Regions from separate parts of the Rattus norvegicus genome. Here region 2 is linked to region 1. Evidence: chromatin contacts called from public Hi-C data. All regions are on one chromosome and are shown on one strand. The core of a region is the stretch at or near the end of the contact, and the rest is flanking DNA. Distances in the headings are between cores, read along the strand shown. Region 1 overlaps Tcf4 (transcription factor 4). Region 2 has its middle 140 kb from the start of Ccdc68.

Region 1 (2,668 bases), core at 97-2,596:
CAGAGACCCAACTAGACCTTTTTGCTTGATGGTATGCAGGAGCAATATATGCAGCCCGCATTCCCTTGCCACCAGCAAACATTCTGGGAGAGGGACAAGGGGGAGCAGTGACGGAGGGGCCTTGTCATGGGGTGTGCTGTCTCCCACTGCTGGCTAGGAGGTCATTACTCCAGCCTTGGAGTATTCCACACTCCCGCCCCAGCACGCCTCATCTGTCCCAGCATCCACACATCCCTCAGGTGCTTCACAGAGTCCAAGAAGACCACTGTCATTTCCTCCTGGTTGGTCCTTCTCCAGGGCAGGTGTCCCTGCTTACAATTGGGATGCCACCTGAGAACTTGCTTTTCTTCCCTTTCTTATTACCGTTCGCTCACTGTGCTTAGTGGCAGCTTTTAATGACATCTCCCTTCAAGCCCACCCTAGACTTTGAGCATTTGCGCACTCTCCTCTCCCTCCCTTCTTTCTGGTATCTGGCGGTGTGCCTGTTTCTTCTTCCCTGTGTTGGGAAAACTGGAAAACCATATACAGAAGAGTGAACCCAGGTCCCTGACACTCTCCGTGTACCAACAACCAAAAACAAACAACAAACTGCTCTAAATGAGTGGACAACCCTGTTGTAAAAACCCAAGAGTAGAAAGAAACAGAGAAAGCATTTCCTAACACAGGCATGGACATTGCATAGGGCTTCGTGGGTTCAGGGCAGATGGCACAGGAAGGCTGTACCCATACCTTTGAAGTCAGCATTCATTACATGCACAGTGAAAACGAGTCTTCCACATCCTCAGTTCTAAGTAGGATGATTCATCATCTTGACTCTGAACAATTAGGGCCTAGCGGATTTTCAGCCTCTTTTCATATCCTGTACCCAGTGGCTTGTCCTCAAAGTAGTCACCTCCCTTCTCTCTGTCTTTCTCTCTCTGTCTCTCTCTGTCTCTCTGTCTCTGTCTCTGTGTGTGTGTGTGTGTGTGTGTGTGTGTGTGTACACGCATGCACATGCGATATTTCCTTTTTATTTCCCTAACGTTTCTCAAGTCCAGAATCCAGAAAAGATTTTCCCTCATGGTATCTTGTCTAGAGTTTTTTATTTACATGTTGTCTTTCATAAGATTTTATTTTTTTAAATCTCCTCTAAACTTTCTTTTCCTTATAATAGCCCTCTAAATGTTTGAACCCCTGGCCCCATGAATCCATCCATGAATGATCTGTTCTCCAGATGGCTCATCCGCCCCTCTGTTCACCCTCCACTGCAGAGAGTCTCAGAGGGTCACCATGACCATCAGAGACGGTCAGACCTTATGCACACCGAGCCCGTGCTTTTGCGATGAATCATAGAATATTTTAGTGCTAACAGCGAATCCTGCTCTGCTTCCTCTGTGACTCACAGAGATCACGGTCAGCTCTAAGAGGGGGTATCTGGGCCTGTATCATGTTACATAGCTGCTACCAATCAGGTTTCCTCGGCTTCTTTTGGAGATTTCAAGCCATAATATGAAAGACCACAGAAATCATGTCTGTTTGTTTCCCAACTCTTTATTCAATGTGTACAGGAAATCTTCTCAAGACTCAGACAAGGTTGGTGGACTGGACAGTCTGCTCTCTGATATTTCTATTTCATACTCCTGTTAACCTAGCTTGTATTGACTGTGATCTACCAAAATCTGATTGTCAACCACTTGTTTTTCATAGGTTGCAAATGTCACAGCATGAAAAACATTTAAAGACAGTTTAAGCCATCTGTCAGTGTTTGTATAAGTATAAGCTAAGCCTGGGTCACTGTCTGCATTAAGACTGAGCTTGCGGTCTTCATTCTCCCTCTATGTCCAGTTCATCCTCTCCTGTTTGATTCCGGTAAAATTCTGGGGAGCAACCAAAAGTTTCGTGTGAGCTCTTTTCTAAACCAACTCCTGGGTCAGACGAAAGTCAAAGGATGAATATGACAAGTGTCAAAGGAAATGTAATACAGATTCCGTCACATCATCTCCCAACACCGTGAGTAAAGGTCTCATCCGTCTTGTGTTACAGCAATAACGATGATGAGGACCTGACCCCGGAGCAGAAGGCCGAGCGTGAGAAGGAGCGGAGGATGGCCAATAACGCCCGTGAGCGCCTGAGGGTCCGTGATATCAACGAGGCTTTCAAGGAGCTGGGCCGCATGGTACAGCTCCACCTGAAGAGCGACAAGCCCCAGACCAAGCTCCTGATTCTCCACCAGGCAGTGGCTGTCATCCTCAGCCTGGAGCAGCAAGTGCGAGGTCAGCGCGTAGATGCTCAGGCACCCTCCAAAGAATTGCCTGGGTGTGGGACTGTATCAAAATCCGTCTCCTGTAATTAAGTTGTAGAAGGTCCTTCTAACTGGTGCTGTACTACAGCTTTTCCGTCTGTGTTCTCAGTCATGAGACGGGATTTACCAACCTATTTCCATCCCATTCTTGTGTGTGCATGCGTGCATTCGTGCGTGTGTGCGTGTGTGTGTGTGTGTGTGTAGACCAAAGAGGTTAATTAGCCTGGGACATCATTCCTTTAGAGTTATCCATCTCCTTTCTTGAGACATGGCCTCTCACTGGAACTTGAGGCTTTCCCTTTAGACTAGAGCTGGCTAGCCAGTGAGTACCAAGGATCTGCCTGTCTCTCTTGCCAGCTCGCCACCACACCTGACTTTTTACTGTGG
Region 2 (2,668 bases), core at 69-2,568, 120 kb after region 1:
AGTCCTCTATGAGATTGATTTTGCCAAGCTAATAAGTCTTAGCTCAGACATCATTTGCTGCTAAAGCTTCACGTGCACTCTCAGACGGTTACATTGTCCTTCCCCGACCTTGTACACTCTTCAACATCTTTCTCCCTTTGCTAGTTTGAACTTCAGCCTAGACAGAGGACTAGCAAGGACTAGTCCAAGGTCCAAATCTTACTTCCTTTGTTTTAAAAAGTAAAGTTTCACTGAATCTCAACTAGGCTTAATTTTTCATATATGTATTTTTTATGACTGTCTCATGTTATAGAGACAAGGTTAGGGTTAGGGAATCATGAGAAAGACTGTGTGACCCGCAGTGCCTAGACTGCTCACTGTGGAGCTGCCATTGAAGCAATAATTCATCAAACATTTTCCCCTGAATTCACAGCTGTCATAGCTGCAAGAGTTAGCCCAGAATAGATCTTTGTGCATATTTGTTAAGTAAAGGGGAAGCTTACAATTTTTTCCACTTTAGTCTTCCCTGTGACTATTATAGCCAGTAAGAGTGGCTATTATAAAAAAAAAATTACAGAAAAAAAGTTGTCAATAGTTTGTAATTGAGGAAGACTTTCCTAATGGAAGGATGCCCGTGTTTATTCGTGGCCTTCATTCAATATTTCTCACTCGGGATGCAAAAGAATAATTTGGCATCCAGTTAGGCACACAAGCCCATTTAGAAGATGCCCCCGTGCCTGCAGATTAGATTAACTTTGGTCAGTGTTGGTGAAATGACTTGGCTTCTCACAGACTCTCTAAGCATATTTTGGCTCAGGCCAAATGAAACAAACAATTTAGGGTTCCCCGTGTTCCCTAGTGAAATACTGCCAAACCGAACCAGAAGCAGTGCCTTTCAATAAGGTCACAGCAGAGTTCAGGTTGCCGGTGGAAATGAGTCCCTAAAATTAAATTACCAAAAGGTAGAGGTGGAGAGCACACGGAGGTGTTCACAGGTCTTGGCCCATATGCTCGGAAATGGGTTGGGTGTTCGCTGGCACGGGCCCTGCTTACACCTGCCTCTCCAAGGGACTCGTGGATTTCATTACCTCTGTAAATATGAAAAAGTACAGACGGACTTTTCAGACTGTCGACTTCCTCTGGGGGAGGGCTCAACATCAAAGCAACTATTTCTACAAACATTTAAAACATCTCCCTCCTTCCTGCCTGCCTCCCCCCCCCCCACCCTCCTTCACAAACACTAAACACACCCAATTTTCCAGGCATCTATGGCTCAACGGCACTCCTTTCCCTAGCAAGGCCCACATTACTGCCATGATTTATGGCTCGTGAATAATTAGGAGCCTGTGTGATGGTCTGGGGTTGAGATCAAAAGAACCATGTGTCAGAGGAAGGGAGGGGCTGCTGGAGCAGGAGGAAGACTGGGGTGTTTGTAATCCTAACCAGAGAGAAGCGCTCCGTGGCTTAATTGGGAAAAGGCTCAGGGTCTGAAGAAACAGTGAAAGCTGTGCTGGTCTAGGGAAAGAATCTGTGTAGTTTGCAAATCAACAATATGGAGCGATAGGTGAACCCGCGGGGACGGGGCTGGCGGGTTGGTGGCTTTGCACTAGAACTCAAAGGTCTGAGGGGAAAAAAAGTGGACCATGTTTTTGAGAAACGAGGAAAACAAAACAAAACAAAACAAAAGGCTCTAATGGGTTCACTTTGGAGAGTTCTGGAATGTTTCTTTTTCCCCTCTAATTCAGAGAAAATGTCTAGGGAAGGGATGCAGTGCTTCAGTCTGTCTCCTTGGTCCCAGTTATTTCCTGTCCCTCCTGGTAGCTACTCACAGAGAAGAAGGACTTCGTGGTGGAGATACACAGTCAAGTCACAGTGGTCGGGCCTGGACTGGACTGTGGCTCTGCACAGGGCAGGGGTCGGGAGACGGGGTGGGGGTGGGGGTGGGGGATCCAGCTCAGTCCCAGACCTCAGAGGGTTTTTGTGCTGTGGATTTACGACTTTCTATAAATCACACAGGGAGCAATGGAAACCGGCCTTATAGGGCAACCCCTGTCTCAATTTTGGCGTGTTTTTTTTTTTTTTTTTTTTTAAAACAAGCTGTGTGGCCTTAGGGTAGATGCCTGGGTCTCAGTTTCCTTATCTGCCAAATGACTTTGACTGATTTGGGTGAACTCTGAGCTACTGTTCAGACCTAAAATACTACAGATTTCCCTTGCTGGGCCCTTGAACTTGTATGCTCCCTCTCTGGGTGCAAGTGCTACTCAATTTGCTTTCCTTTGGGGAGGGGGAATGTGGAACCAGAATACCGCTGGGAGGCATTTATACATGAACTATTCAGTTCTACAAGAAGAGCAACTGGCATCCCAGGACACAGTGGGCAGATTGTGGGAACCCAACTAAAAGGACATTCCTCCTCCCCCGTTCTCATAGAGTAAACACACAGCTCTCACCTTGCAAAACCAGAGGATGAGTGGGCCGGAGGAGCACAAAGAAAACCCCTTTCTGTGTGTGTGGGGAAAAAGACATTCCCCCCTCCCCAAACAAACAAATAAAAAACAAAAGCAAAAAAAAAAAACAAAACAAAACAAAAAAAACCCAGCAAGCCACACAGACGATGACTGCCATCCTCGGGAAAATTTCCATTGTGATCCACAGTGCTGCAGAAAATCGAGGTGCCCACGACACTTAT

The links. A called contact is a pair of places that touch in the nucleus more often than the background predicts.
Region 2: a contact with region 1 is called in a Hi-C map of Schwann cells, with 8 times the contacts expected there. The contact joins two enhancer-like sites. A contact is called at or near these places in 6 of 12 Hi-C or Micro-C datasets (the A7r5 cell line, the Rat2 cell line, Schwann cells and 3 more).

Annotation. Positions count from the first base shown.
Region 1 is chr18:65,554,790-65,557,457 of GRCr8, forward strand. Tcf4 (transcription factor 4) reads left to right here. Exons shown (of 19, transcript NM_053369.2): 17 at 2,023-2,252. Among named protein-coding and RNA genes, the nearest start is that of Ccdc68, 260 kb to the right of the region's middle. Within about 2 kb of position 1,347, at least 13 of the 93 cell types and tissues checked have an H3K27ac peak or open chromatin away from gene starts, as enhancers often do.
Region 2 is chr18:65,676,238-65,678,905 of GRCr8, forward strand. No RefSeq gene overlaps it. Among named protein-coding and RNA genes, the nearest start is that of Ccdc68, 140 kb to the right of the region's middle. Within about 2 kb of position 1,319, at least 16 of the 93 cell types and tissues checked have an H3K27ac peak or open chromatin away from gene starts, as enhancers often do.